Linked DNA regions of Pan troglodytes: region 2 is linked to region 1. The links are chromatin contacts, called in public HiChIP or PLAC-seq maps. All regions are on one chromosome and are shown on one strand. Each heading gives the region's core, a stretch centred on a gene start, on an enhancer-like site or on the middle of the called end of the contact. The rest is flanking DNA. Distances are from core to core; before and after follow the strand shown.

The links. HiChIP or PLAC-seq counts read pairs in DNA pulled down with a chosen protein or histone mark.
Region 2: a contact with region 1 is called in an H3K4me3 HiChIP or PLAC-seq map of stem cell-derived excitatory neurons, with 4 times the contacts expected there. The contact joins the promoter of REEP2 here to the promoter of BRD8 in region 1. A contact is called at or near these places in 2 of 7 Hi-C or Micro-C datasets (both in induced pluripotent stem cells) and 1 of 1 datasets of contacts at active chromatin or transcription factors (stem cell-derived excitatory neurons).

What each region holds. Positions count from the first base shown.
Region 1 is chr4:135,902,921-135,909,274 of NHGRI_mPanTro3-v2.0_pri, forward strand. It overlaps BRD8 (bromodomain containing 8), which reads right to left and starts at 3,282. Exons shown (of 27, transcript XM_063810726.1): 1 at 3,145-3,282; 2 at 2,121-2,217. It overlaps KIF20A (kinesin family member 20A), which reads left to right and starts at 3,228. Exons shown (of 19, transcript XM_001170694.7): 1 at 3,228-3,751; 2 at 4,209-4,394; 3 at 5,951-6,040; 4 at 6,138-6,257. The coding sequence starts at 4,230.
Region 2 is chr4:136,163,730-136,170,936 of NHGRI_mPanTro3-v2.0_pri, forward strand. It overlaps REEP2 (receptor accessory protein 2), which reads left to right and starts at 4,398. Exons shown (of 8, transcript XM_001171261.6): 1 at 4,398-4,652; 2 at 6,431-6,503; 3 at 6,800-6,876. The coding sequence starts at 4,621. It overlaps KDM3B (lysine demethylase 3B), which reads left to right. Exons shown (of 24, transcript XM_517956.7): 24 at 1,039-2,443. The coding sequence ends at 1,119.

The DNA.
Region 1 (6,354 bases), core at 2,032-4,531:
TGATGGCTCACGCCTATAATCCTAGCACTTTAGGAGGCTAAGGTGGGAGGATCACTTGAGCCCAGGAGTTCAAGCCAGCCTGGGCAACAAGTGACAAAAAAACACAAAAAATTAGTCAAGCATGGTGGCAAGGGTCTGTATTCCCAACTACTCAGGATGCTAAACTGGGAGGATCACTTGAGGCCAAGAGTTGGAGACCAGCCTGGGGAACATAGTGGGACCTCGTCTCTACAAAAACATAAATATTTAAATTTAAAAAAAAAAAAGTTCAGCCTGGGCAACATGGCAAAACCCCATCCCTACCAAAAAATACAAAAATTAGCCAGGGGTGATGGCATGTGCCTGTAGTCCCAGCTACTCAGGAGGCTGAGGCCGGAGGATCACTTGAGCCCAGGAGGCAGAGGTTGCAGTGAACCACGATCGCACTACTGCACTCCAGCCTGGGTGACAGTGAGACCCTGTCTGCAAAAAAAAAAAAAAAAGTCAAACATAATAAAGTTACTACATAACCCAGCAATTTCACTCCTTGAATAAAAAACTCAAGAGAATTAAAAACATTGTCCACAACCTTGTACATGAATGTGCACATCATCAGCATTATTCATAATGGCCAAAAAGTGGAAACAACCCAATTGTCTATCAAGTGATGGATAAACAAAACTTGGTATATTCATACAACAGATTATTATTCAGCTAAAAAAGGAATTAAGTATTGATACATGCTACATAAGAATGAACCTTAAAAAGTGTTATGTCAAGTGATTAAAAAAAAAAAAAAAAGTCCAGAAGAGCACGTATCATTCCATTTGTATGAAATATCCAGAATAGGCAAATCTACAGAGACAAGAGAGTTGGCTGGGTATGGTGGCTCACACTTGTAATCCCAGCACTTTTGGAGGCCAGGACTGGTGCATTACTTCAAGACCAGCCTGGACAAAACCTCATCTCTACTAAAAATACAAAAATTAGCCAGGCCACTCGTGGTGGCGCATGGCTGTAATCCCAGCTGCTTGGGAGGCTAAGGCACGATAATCGCTTGAACCTGGAAGGCGGAGGTTGCAGTGAGCCAAGATCTCACTACTACACTCCAGCCTGTGTGACAGTGAGACTCTGTCTCAAATTAATTAATTAATTAATAGAAAGTAGATGAGTGCTTGCTTGGGGGTGGTGAGGAGGGGACAACATGGACTGACAGTTAAGGAGTAAGGGGTTTTTCTTAGAATAAAATGTTCTAAAATTAGATTGTGGTGATGGTTGCACAACTGTGAATATACTAAAAACCATTATATTGTACATTTTAAGTAGGTTAATTTTATAGTATGTGAATTATATCTCAATAAAGCTGTTTAAAAAAAGAAATACAGCTGGCCTGGTGGCTCACACCTGTAATCCCAGTAGGTTGGGCGGATCGCTCGAACGCAGGAGTTCGAGACCAGCCTAGGAAACATGATGAAACCCCCATCTCTACAAAAAAAAAAAAAAAAATTAGCTGGGCATGGTGGTGTGCACCTGTAGTCCCAGCTACTCAAGAGGCTGAGGTGGAGGATCATTTGAGCCTGAGATATGGAGGTTGCAGTGAGCCAAGATCACACCACTGCCCTCCAGCCTGGGCCACAGAGTGCAATCTTGTCTCAAAAAAAAAAAAAAAAAAAAAAGGCCTGGCGCAGTGGCTCACGCCTGTAATCCCAGCACTTTGGGAGGCCCAGGAGGACAGATCATGAGGTCAGGAGATTGAGACCATCGTGGCCAACATGGTGAAATCCCGTCTCTACTAAAAATACAAAATTAGCCAGGCATGGCCAGGCGCAGTGGCTCACACCTGTAATCCCAGCACTCTGGCAGGCCGAGGTGGGCGGATCACCTGAGGTCAGGAGTTCGAGACCAGCCTGGCCAACATGGCGAAACTCTGTCTCTACTAAAAAATACAAAAATTAGCTGGGCATGTCCGCACCACTGCACTCCAGCCTGGGCAACAGAAGGAGACTCAGTCTCAAAAAAAGAAGAAAAAGAAAAGAAAGTCTACTTACAGCTTAATATGATTAACTATAGAAATCTACCAATGTGCAAGAGTATCTAACAATTTCTAAGACCCAGAAAAGCTGACATCCTAGATACCTTACCAATTTTGATCTCCACTTCTCATGACAGAAGATGCTAAACATAGCTTCTCTCGGATGGACCATGGCTCTGTGGGGCCAGTGCTTAGCAGCTTGTGTTCTGGGAAAGGGAGAAAAAAAAAAAAAGCCTTGGAAACAACCACTGAGACTGTAGTGCTAAGCTCCAAAATCCCCAAAAAGAGGACTAAAAGCCTAATACAAAACATCCCAACTTGTTAGGACAAAGTGAGCTACTATAACCAAATCTTGATTTTCACCTCTCCAAGTGAAATATCACCAGTGACCGGGGTACCTATTCGTTGCATGTGAATTATTAACATTTTATTTCTTAAAACGCCATGGCTTGAAGCTCCGCTTTATTAAGAAACAGGGAATGTCAGATTAGGCAGTTCTCCCTAAAAGCTCAGTTTTAAGAATACTGGACTTTATTCCAGTTTAAACTTATTCAGGGCTTATTTCCCAGGAACCCGAGCGGCCAGCCCCTCCTACTACCCCGCCTCCCTCTTAGCATAAACTTGTTTACTTCTCTCAGATCCTCTATTCCAAATGTCGGGCGTAAAAGAGCTTTTCAGTCCAAAAAAAGAAAAATGGCTGAAATCCCCGAGATGCAATTTCCTGAGTGGCAAGAAAAGCTCATGGTTAAAAGACCCCACTTCCACTGCCTCACAAACGTCAGACAAAAAAATGAATGGCTTTGAGCTGCCGGTTACTCCGTCTGGCTCATAACATCTTTTCGTCTGCACGCCCAAGTTTCTAGAGTGCTTTTACGGTTAACCCGCAGAGCTCCTAACACACTAGGATTCACTAAGCTGCTTCTCTCACACCTCCGCTCCCTCCCTGAGAAACAAGACCCCAGATTTCTGGGCCCCCAAACGTTGGTCTTCACGATGCTGTAGAGCGCAGGTCTCTGAAAACCCTGGGCTCTCAAGCAACCCACTTCTCCCACTCCCTAAGCGTGTAACAAAAATATGGTGCCTAGCCTCGGATCTACAAAGGCCTTTCAGGCAAAACCTGCTCAGATACTCACTGCCCGTTCCCGTCGCCATCTTGGCCCCGAAGTCTCCAACCCTGAGGAGAGACGGTCTGGTAGGGCCGAAACCCTGGAATTCTGGGAAATAGTGTACCGGCGTTGGTTCGCGGTGCCTCCTGGGAAATGTCGTTTTTCCCCTTAAGACAAAGCAAGCACCCTAAACCAGTTATCCTGTGCACTCCTGTTAAGATTGTTGCTAAGGAAGGACAGGAGTTGGCGGCTGAAGACTCAAGATTTCCTTTAGGCTCTTAGGTAAGAAATGTCTAAGGTTCAAGGAAAAACGTTAAGTTGGAAGAATCCCAGGCAAAATAACTGCGAATCCACGACAGTTGGTAACCCGGACCCACATTAGATCTGAGCGGTCAAGCGGAAGCGAACGACTGGAATTCCAGTCAGGCCCGCCCCTTTTCCTTACGCGGATTGGTAGCTGCAGGCTTCCCTATCTGATTGGCCGAACGAACGCAGCGCGTAATTTAAAATATTGTATCTGTAACAAAGCTGCACCTCGTGGGCGGAGTTGTGCTCTGCGGCTGCGAAAGTCCAGCTTCGGCGACTAGGTGTGAGTGAGCCAGTATCCCAGGAGGAGCAAGTGGCACGTCTTCGGGTGAGTGTGCGGCTGTGCTGGAGCCCGGGTTACCAGCTCTTGCCCGCGCGGAATAGGCTTTAAGAAATCGGAGCTGCAGCCATCTGTTTTTCTCTTAATGCTGCATCTGTGTTCTCACGGTGGTCCTTGGGGTGAGGTTAGAGAAGGAGCCGAGGGATCCTGACACCACCTCCACAGCACCGGCGGGCGAGGTGCCCTACTTTAGGCGTAGCCTTCTGCTTTTGGAGCCAGATTTCTGTGGACTTCTGTTCGCGTTCAGAAATGCCGCCTCAAACTTCTCTCAATTGTTCATTAAGTGAACTTCTCTCATTCCCTTCCCCTTTGCCGATAATTGGAGGGGAAAAGAAGTAGGAAGCGGGACACGGTGTCCTGGGGCAAGGGACTTATTACCTAAAATTCGCGGCCCCTTCTGTCCCTAAAGGTTCTTCTCCCTGCCCACTTTTTGGTCTCTTTTTAGACCTAGGCTGCCCCTGCCGTCATGTCGCAAGGGATCCTTTCTCCGCCAGCGGGCTTGCTGTCCGATGACGATGTCGTAGTTTCTCCCATGTTTGAGTCCACAGCTGCAGATTTGGGGTCTGTGGTACGCAAGAACCTGCTATCAGACTGCTCTGTCGTCTCTACCTCCCTAGAGGACAAGCAGCAGGTAAAGGAACTGGGGAGTGGCTGGGGCGGAAAGTGATATCCTCAGGCCAATAATTGTCCATACAGGGTAGTATGAGGTCAAAGACTAGCAATCCTAAAGGTCTGAGATCAATTCAAAATTAAGGGCATTTAGGACAAAATGGCTATGAAAAGAAAAAAAAATTAAGGGCATGACAAGTAAAAAAAAAAATTGAGTTGTGTGTCCAGAAGAACTATAATTTGCATTGCATTAATGAAATACCCTCAAATGCATGCTCTTAGTTAATCTTTCAGGGAATAATAGTTATCTCTCTTTGCCTTGAGGCCCAGTTGTGCTAAATAATTTGCACAAGGTCATATAGGCATTATGTAAGTGGAATGTATGTTCAGGTTTTAATAGTATCACCATAGCTTCAATTTGTTGTAGGTTTCCTGCTAGGCCAGGGTTTCTCAGTTACAGCATTATTGACATTTGGGGCTAGACAGTTCTTGTAGGGATCTGTCCTGTACATTTCAAGATGTTTAATAGCATTCTTGGCATTTACCCACTAGATGTCAGTAGTGCCTTCCCATTTGTGACAATCAAAAAATGTCTTCAGGCACTTCAGGCATTGCTAAATGGCCCTTGGAGTGGAAATGACCCTGGTTGAGAAACACTGTACTAGGTCCTATGCTAAACATTAACATACATTGTCACATTTTGTGCTCTTATAGAGTTTCTCTTAGAGACTTATGAAGTTCCATGAGAGCATGGTCCTTGATGATGTCTCTCACTATGGACTATCAGAGCTTCTCAGTTCCTAGGCCATAGTAGACACTCTAAATATCTGGGGTTTTTTTGTTTGTTTTCGAGATGGAGTCTCGCTCTGTCCCCCAGGCTGGTGTGCAGTGGCACAATCTCTGCTCAGTGCAACCTCCGCCTCCCTGGTTCAAGCAGTTCTCCCTGCCTCAGCCTCCTGAGTAGCTGGAATTACAGGCACCCACCACCAAGCCCAGCTAATTTTTGTATTTTTAGTAGAGATGGGGTTTTGCTGTGTTGGCCAGACTGATCTGGAACTCCTGACCTCAGGTGATCCACCCTCTTTGGCCTCCCAAAGTGCTGGGATTACAGGCGTGAGCCCCTGCACCCGGCCTCTAAGTATCTGTTGAATGAATGACATAGGTGCTATTATTAACCCCATTCTGCAGATGAGGAAACTGAGGCCAAGAATTTCAAGAACTCATAATTCAAGGTCTCATAGTTACTAAGTCATGGAATTGGGACTCAAATTCAAGTGTTTGCCTCTGCTTTGCTTTAATATCACATACTAATTTTCATATCAGTCAATAAATTCTAACTCAGATCATCGGTGTGGCAAGCCACATTTGCAGGATAATGACGAGACAGGGAAGGGTGACAAAGTAGTAAAAATGTCCATGTGGGTTGGAATGATTGTAGAACCAAAGAGTAGCTGCACAGAGACATTTGAGGTGAAATGGGGTAGTGTTATCATAGTTCCTAGAAACTACTGTTTGCCCATTTGCTCAGAGGTAACTGCTGAAATTAATCTGTGGTTCTGGGCTGGAATTCTCCCACAGGTTCCATCTGAGGACAGTATGGAGAAGGTGAAAGTATACTTGAGGGTTAGGCCCTTGTTACCTTCAGAGTTGGAACGACAGGAAGATCAGGTAAGTGTCTGAGAAGGGAGGATTTAAGGTGAAATGATGCAGTACAAAAGATTCCCAGGAATGCCTTCTGTGACAACTGTATTTTCTCCCTTCTCAGGGTTGTGTCCGTATTGAGAATGTGGAGACCCTTGTTCTACAAGCACCCAAGGACTCTTTTGCCCTGAAGAGCAATGAACGGGGAATTGGCCAAGCCACACACAGGTTCACCTTTTCCCAGGTATGGAGGGTACTGGTTTGTGAACAAAAGACCAACATGTAAGGGCAACTTTATTCCCTCTTTAGAGGGAAAGCTTCTCTTCCTGACTGTGAGTTCC
Region 2 (7,207 bases), core at 3,148-5,647, 260 kb after region 1:
TGTTTAGAATAACAACTCCTGCTCCAGCACTACCAGTCCCACTTTCACTACTTTATTTTTCCTGTAGTATTTTCACCATCTGAGATACAGCTATAGATACAGATATAGATATATTTTTTTAATCTGTTACTTAACCCTACTAGAATGTAAGCTATTTAAGCGCTGTGAAGGCAGGAATTTTACATTTTACTCACTGCTTTTCCTTAGCACAATGTCTGACACATAGTAGGTATTCATAAATCTTTGTTGAAGCAATGCAAAAAAATTAATGGAGAATAGTAAAAGAGGGACTTGGATGCCCATGACCCAGCTTAAGAAATTATAGCACACATACATATACAGCAACTACATGGTTGAAGCCCCCATGTACCCTTCCCCTTTGCATTTCCCCACTTCTCCTCCCCAGAAATAACCTCAGTTTTCTTGTCAGCCCTTTAAAAGAAAGCTGTCTTTATTCTCTTCACTTTAATATGCCTGTTCACTTTTTTCAATAACTTTTATTGTGTGTTCCAATTTCACAGGTAATATATCCAAATCAGAAAACATATAAGCACGAAGGGAAAAAATAGGCCATAATCCTGCTTTCTCCTCTTGTTTTAATGCATCCTTATTAGCTGTAGAACCTTAAGGAAGCCTCTTAACCATATAAGGAAGCAAAGTTCTCCAGGTGTTCACTGTGGCCTTAGTTTCCGCAGTTTCTCCTCTGTAAATTGGGCATGATAATAATAGAACCTACCTCATAGGATTCTGTCAAGGATTAAGCAAAGGTCCACATAAAGAGCTCAGCAGCAGCGCCTGCCCAGGACATAGTAAGCACATAAATGATGGTGATCAGATAGCCTTTCACATAACTTCATTATTCTTTTTTGAGTACACACCTCATGCCCTATGTCATTTGTAAATGACTGTGGGGATTGATACAGGAACGCACAGTCCTTTTTGGGAGTTTCCCCACTAAACCAGTAGGCTTACAGTCAAGGTAGAACGTACATTTGCATGGGGCTGCTGTGAACTGACTTTGCTGTACACCTTCTCTAGGTGAAGAACATCATTTACCATGCAGTGAAAGATGCGGTTGGCACCCTCAAGGCTCATGAATCCAAACTGGCAAGGTCCTAGGCATGGAGAAACTCCAAGCTCCCCTGTGAAGCAGGTCTTTCACTCACAACACTTAACAGGGAACGGCAGGGCTCTTTGCTGGAGCAGAGGCCCTTCACCCAGAGCCAGTGTGGTCAGTATTCCAAACTCTCCAGCCACTCTCTTCTACGCTGCCTCAACACTGAAGGTTGACACAGGAAAGTCGTACTGTTCACACACACAGTTTGAGACTCCAAGCCAAGAGTGCCACATCCCTATCCTGTGGCCTTTTGGAAATCCAAATTGCCTGAACATGGCGGGGCTTTCCTGCACATTCTCCTGATTTGAGATTCACGGGCACACCTTTCTTTTCTTTTCCTCTTGTGCCTAGTTAAGTGGGAATGTGTTTGGAGATAGGGGAAATCACATAACTGGTACAAGTATGGGGTAATTGCTTAAACATGCCTGGTGGAAGTCTGATAGCGTCTCTGCACGTGACCTCTGACAAAGCCCATCCCAGGAGACGGGGTGAAGCCATTCCCCACACTCTCCTGTGAACACTGGAGTCTTGCAAGACCCAGGGAGAACCCACTGCTTTTCCCAGGAGGCTCCAGGATTAGGAAATGTGTGTATTTAGTGAAAAATAGGTTTGTAGTGAAATAGTTACTATTTCATGAAAGTAGATATTTTTAGAATTTTTGAAATACCACAGTTGTTTTCCTGGATTATAAGGAAAGGCACATTACATTTAGTCTTCCTTTCGATATAAAACTCTTTGAAGAAATATGATTTTTAGAAATCAGCTACCCATTATAGCACAAAATCAGCCAAAGCAGAATTTTTTAAAATTGGCTTTTTTAGGATTCTTTTTCTCCCCCTCCCATCTTAGTCTTACCTTGAGGGAACAGTCATATGAGAAGGAACTTTGTCACGTCTAAGCTGTGGTGTGTTCCCCATGTGTGTGTACAACACTGGTGACTCCAGGAACCATTTTCACTTATTACCAGTGTTCCCTGGGGACTCCTCTTAACGTTTCCAAATGGGAAGGACAGTTGATTTCCAACATGAGGTTTTTTGTTTTTTATCCAGAAATATTTTCAGCAAAACTTTCCAACTGAGTGGAGTCTGATTAAGGATTTATTTGAAAATGGTGGGATTCATTGGCCCATAGGTACATTGGAAAATGTATCTCTCTCCAGCTGTACTGTAGTGCCCTGCAGGCTGTTTATATGTTCACAGTTACTTTTTTTTTTTTTAAATAAAAGTCATTTAATGTAGAATACTTTTAATTTCACTTTCTGTATTTTAATTTTGTTGAAGGGCTGATTGGGATTTCCATGTTCTTATTAAAAATCTAACAAATCTGTTTGGAGTGGACTAAATTATTTGTGTACCAACCCTTCTAAAATCAACATCAGATTGGGAGTTGGGTTGGAGGTGGGGGATTCATTTCCAGGTCTTCATGACTGTGCTACACCCAGATATTTTTCTTTGCTTGTTGAGACTGTGCCATGTTAGGAGAAAGGAAAGTGCCAGGGTGAGGTCAGTATGGTTTGGGGAATTGGGGGTAAGGGGAAGGGGCCACATGAATTAGAGGGTAGAAAGAGAGACATGTTTCCCCATACTTTATGCTTTGTGAATGGAGTGGGAAAGTTGGGGTCCTCCCTTCCTGTGGCAGAGTCTAGGGGGAAGGGTCATGGTGTGTGGCCTCAGCAAAGTTGGACAGTCTGTGGTGGGATTCTTAAGCAGGCGGCCTGGCTGCCTACATGAAACGTGTGGCCATAGATCCACCTTAGAGATGGTGGGAGACACTCGTGGGATTTATCAAGCAGTAATTAAAGTGTTTCATTGTGGGATGATAACAGACTGCATTCCAATTAGGAGATGCTTTCTGGAGAGGAAGTTGTAAAGAATAGCAAGAGGGGTTATCAGAGGCTGCTTTTCTGGAACGTTTTGGGAAACATCTTCCAAAGTGTTTGAACCTGGAAATATAATTTACCAGGTTAGAAATAGACCATTGTGTGGTTCAGGGATACTGAGCTTGAATAAGACCATGATTCTTTGAAATACACAGTTCTGAATGTGTCCTTTCAGCCCAGATGGGCACAGGTTGATGCTGTGGTCACCCGAAGGATTACACCTCAACATAAAGGGTAGAGGAATGCAGAAGCTTTAAAATGGGACAGGAAAGGAGAGCAATAGGGCTGGGGGTGTTGGTGGATGGTTGGAGGTTGGTTGCTTTCCTGAAGATCAGGAGGCAGGCTAGCCTACATTCTGGATATAAATGTCTTTAGAATCAGGACATTCACTGCCACTAGTGCTTGCTGATGGGGGTGCAGCTGGAGCCCCAGGACCCTCTCGCAGCCCCCCTGTTTGAAAAGAAGGTTGACCCTTTGTTGTCAGTAATCACATTGAGAGCATAAAGCTCTGTTCCGCTGCAAAGCTTAGGAGCTGACAACCTAAAAAAGCAGACCAGCAGCCCAGTGGCTCACACCAGTGATCCCAGCACTTTGGGAGGCTGAGGCGGGTGGATCGCTTGAGCTCAGGAGTTTGAGATCAGCCTGGGCAATATTGCAAAACCCCATCTTGGCAAAAAAAAAAAAAAAAAAAATACAGGAATTAGCTGGTGGTGTTTTGGGCCTCTAGTCCCAGCTACTCGGGAGGCTGAGGCGGGAGGATCATTCAAGCCCAGGAGGTGTGCTGAGATTGTGCCACTGCACTCCAGCCTGAGCGACAGAGTGAGGACCTGTCTCAAAAAAACAAAACATCATCTGGTCAGGGGAGATCCTCTTTCAACGGGGTGAGAAGGAGTGGGGTGGACAGGTGCGGCTGTACCTGTGACTCAGGAGCTCAGGTGGATGTCTTCAGGGCCTGTGATGAGAGTTTGCTAGTCAGCAGTTGGGGGATGTAACCTATTTAAAGTAGGCTTCCTGGGGTCATCTTAGCAGCATGACTTGGTGGCTTTGTGACTCTCAACAGATTATTGAGCCTTAAGCTTCTCATTCCCTTATCTTCAAAATGAGGGCATTTATAGCGCCTGCCTTATAGGGTGGTCAAGAGGATTCACTGGCAACGCAGTGAAGCTCTTAGCACAGGGGCTGGCACACAGTAAGCGCCTGATGTGGGCAGGGCAGGAGGTGGGCAGGGGTCGATGTCAGGATGTAACCATGGAGACCTCCACGACAACAGCCTAGGGCTTGAAACCCAAGAAAGATGAACAAGCGATTCGAGGAAGGCAGGGCACTGAGGGTCGGAGGCGCATGCCCGGCCACAGCAGGTGCCGGGGCGGGGGCGTGCCGCCGCCGCCGCCGCGGCCTCCCGGCCTCCCCTTTAAGAGCCGCCACCGCCCACGGCCCGCCGCTGCGGCAGGGACCTCCCCTTTAACGGCGGCGCTGGGCGCTCCGCTGCCCCCGCGGCGGCTGCTGCAGCGGCTGCTGCTGCTACTGCGGCTCCTGCTGCCGCCGCCGCCGCCGCCGCTCGGCCTCAGGCAGCTGCATCCTCGGCCGGGCCGGGTCCCCGCCCCGCGCCGCGCCCGGCCCCGCCATGGTGTCCTGGATCATCTCTCGCCTGGTGGTGTGAGTGCGGCGGCGGCGGGGGGTGATGTGGGCTGTGATGGAGGGCGGGGGTGTTAAAGCCCGGGTGGACTTCTCCGAAGCTTCGTGCAGCAGAGTCACCTAAAGGCGCTGCGTCCTTATTTGGGGCCCCCAGAGACATGGAGATGTGGCACCCAGGACTGGAGGGGGGAATATTAGGGGAGCGTGGCAGGCCTGGCTTCCCAGGGACCTCACCCACATTCTTTATTAATAACCTCTTTTATTTCTACCGTCCTTGCTCCTGCGCCCATCCTAGAGGCTGAGCAGCACGGCTTGATTTAAAAGGGGAGGCAGGCGCGTCCCCTCCCCCACCTAGCAGGTCTGGGCTGGAGGAGATCCTCGGACCGGGCCCTGTCCCTCTGGGGGAGGTAACAGGGTGATGGAAGAGAGTGGAGCAAGGCAGGGCCTCATCATCATTCCGCAGCTCAGAGCCATCACCAGGCCCCTTGGTCTCTCCCTTCCACTCACTGTCAGGAGACTGGGGACGAGGGCACATGCCCTTAGGCCCCCTAGGGAGGAAGTCTGGGTATCGGGAAGCAGAAATGCTCGGAGGACAAAGTGTGAGAGGTAACTGGGAGAGGGGATGTGTGTGCTCAGCCTGGGATTGTGGACCCCGCTGGGGGAGGACGCTCGGTGGCCTTCATTCCAGGCTGCCAGCCACACTGTGGAGCTGTGTCTCTGGCACCTCCCCGGGCCCCAGGAGGGAACACACACCATTCCCCACGACCCCAGACTTTGTCCTTGAGGATTCTGCTCCGCACTCCACTTGCACCAGCCGGTTTGGAAGTATCCCGCCTGTCCATGTGGAAACAGGCGACAGCCACACATTGTCAAGGGGCTGAGCCTGACAGGGGCTCCTCGTGGTTCTCGGAGCTATCCCCTGCCCTAATGAGGACACTGCCCCTCGGCCTCCACCGTTGGGGACTGACACCGGCAGCCCCACCCTGCTCCCTTCTTCCCATTCGGTGCAGCCGGGCCGGCCAAGTGCTTCTGTCCTGGTTTACTCTAGACTCCTTCTCTTCCCCCACCCACCCCAGGGGGAATGGAGGGGCCTCACGCCTCCATGTGGCCTTCAGGGTGGCTGCTTCTCTCTTGCCTGGGCAAGCCCCTAAGGGCATCGGTCCTCTTCTTTCCCGGCCTGTGTCTTGTCTGCATTCTGTACTTGGATCACCAGCGGGGCCCTCCCCTGAGCCCTGTCCCTGTGGTTTTTACATGGGGGAATAAGCCTCTTTGCCTCTCTCAGGGCCTCCTGCCCCTGTGCCCTCTGTTCCCTAGGGCCCCAGGGCCACAGTGGTACCTCTGCCTGCCAGGTAGGGTGCCCTGTTAGGTGGTGTCAGGTTCCCTCGCAGAGCCTGGCTCTGAGACAGGGAGGTGGAGGGTAAGGGCAGATGGGTGTGAATGGGCATGAGGTCAAGAAGGAAGACACCCTGTGGCAGTGACCTGACTCCCAGTCTCCATGACATATTTGTGTGTAACCAAGGATCATGGCGCAAGGGACTACATTGGACCCTCTGGCCTCTGGGCCTTTCCCTGCCTCCGGGGCTAGAGAAAAACTGAACAGTGGAGCGGGGAGGGGGCATCACCCTACCTGGCTGGGCATGTTCCATGCTGCTTTGACCTTAACCCCTGACCTGAGTTCATCAGTCCAGCGGGGAGTTCTGTCTCTCTTCCCATTACTTACCCAGGGGCTGATGCGGAGCTGGGAGGGAGAGGCCACTGCCCTTGGCTGAGAGGCCCAGTAACCATGCCTGCCTCCCTAGGCTCATCTTTGGCACCCTGTACCCAGCCTATTCTTCCTACAAGGCCGTGAAGACAAAAAACGTGAAGGAATATGTGAGTGGATGACCCTTCACCCCCTACCCAACCCACATGGCACAGAGAGGGGAGGGCACTGGGTCCTATTACAGATGGGGGTGACTTTGCACCAACACTGTCAGCCACTAACAAGACCCACCAGCAAAGGAGGGCCCTGGGTGTCCCACACAGCACCTCCAACATGGCTGGCAGGCAGAAGTGGGGTCCTTGGTGTTCTCCCCAGCCCAGGCATGTTCGACAGGCAGAGTTGGGGTCCTGGGTGTCCCTGGCCCCTCAGCCCCGTGCCCCAGCCAGCACTTCCCTCTGTCCCTCAGGTGAAATGGATGATGTACTGGATCGTCTTTGCCTTCTTCACCACGGCCGAGACGCTCACGGATATAGTGCTCTCCTGGTGAGGTCCAGCGTCCCCTCCTGCATCTCAGGGCCCAGGGCCTCTGCCTTTCTCTACCCAGCCAGCCAAACAAAAGACTGGGCCTGGGGGTGAAGCTCCTCCCATTCCTGACAATTTCGTGGGGTCCTTGATATCTCCCCTCTCATGCCTAACTTGACCTGCAGAAGAACAGACATAGTAGTGCCAGGCAAGGGGGCTCACACCTGTAATCCCAGCACTTTGGGAGGTCTAAGTGGGTGGATCGTTTGAGGTCAGGAGTTTGAGACCAGCCTGGCCAACATGGTGAAACCCCGTCTCCACTAAAAATACAAAAAAAAAAATAGCTGGGCAT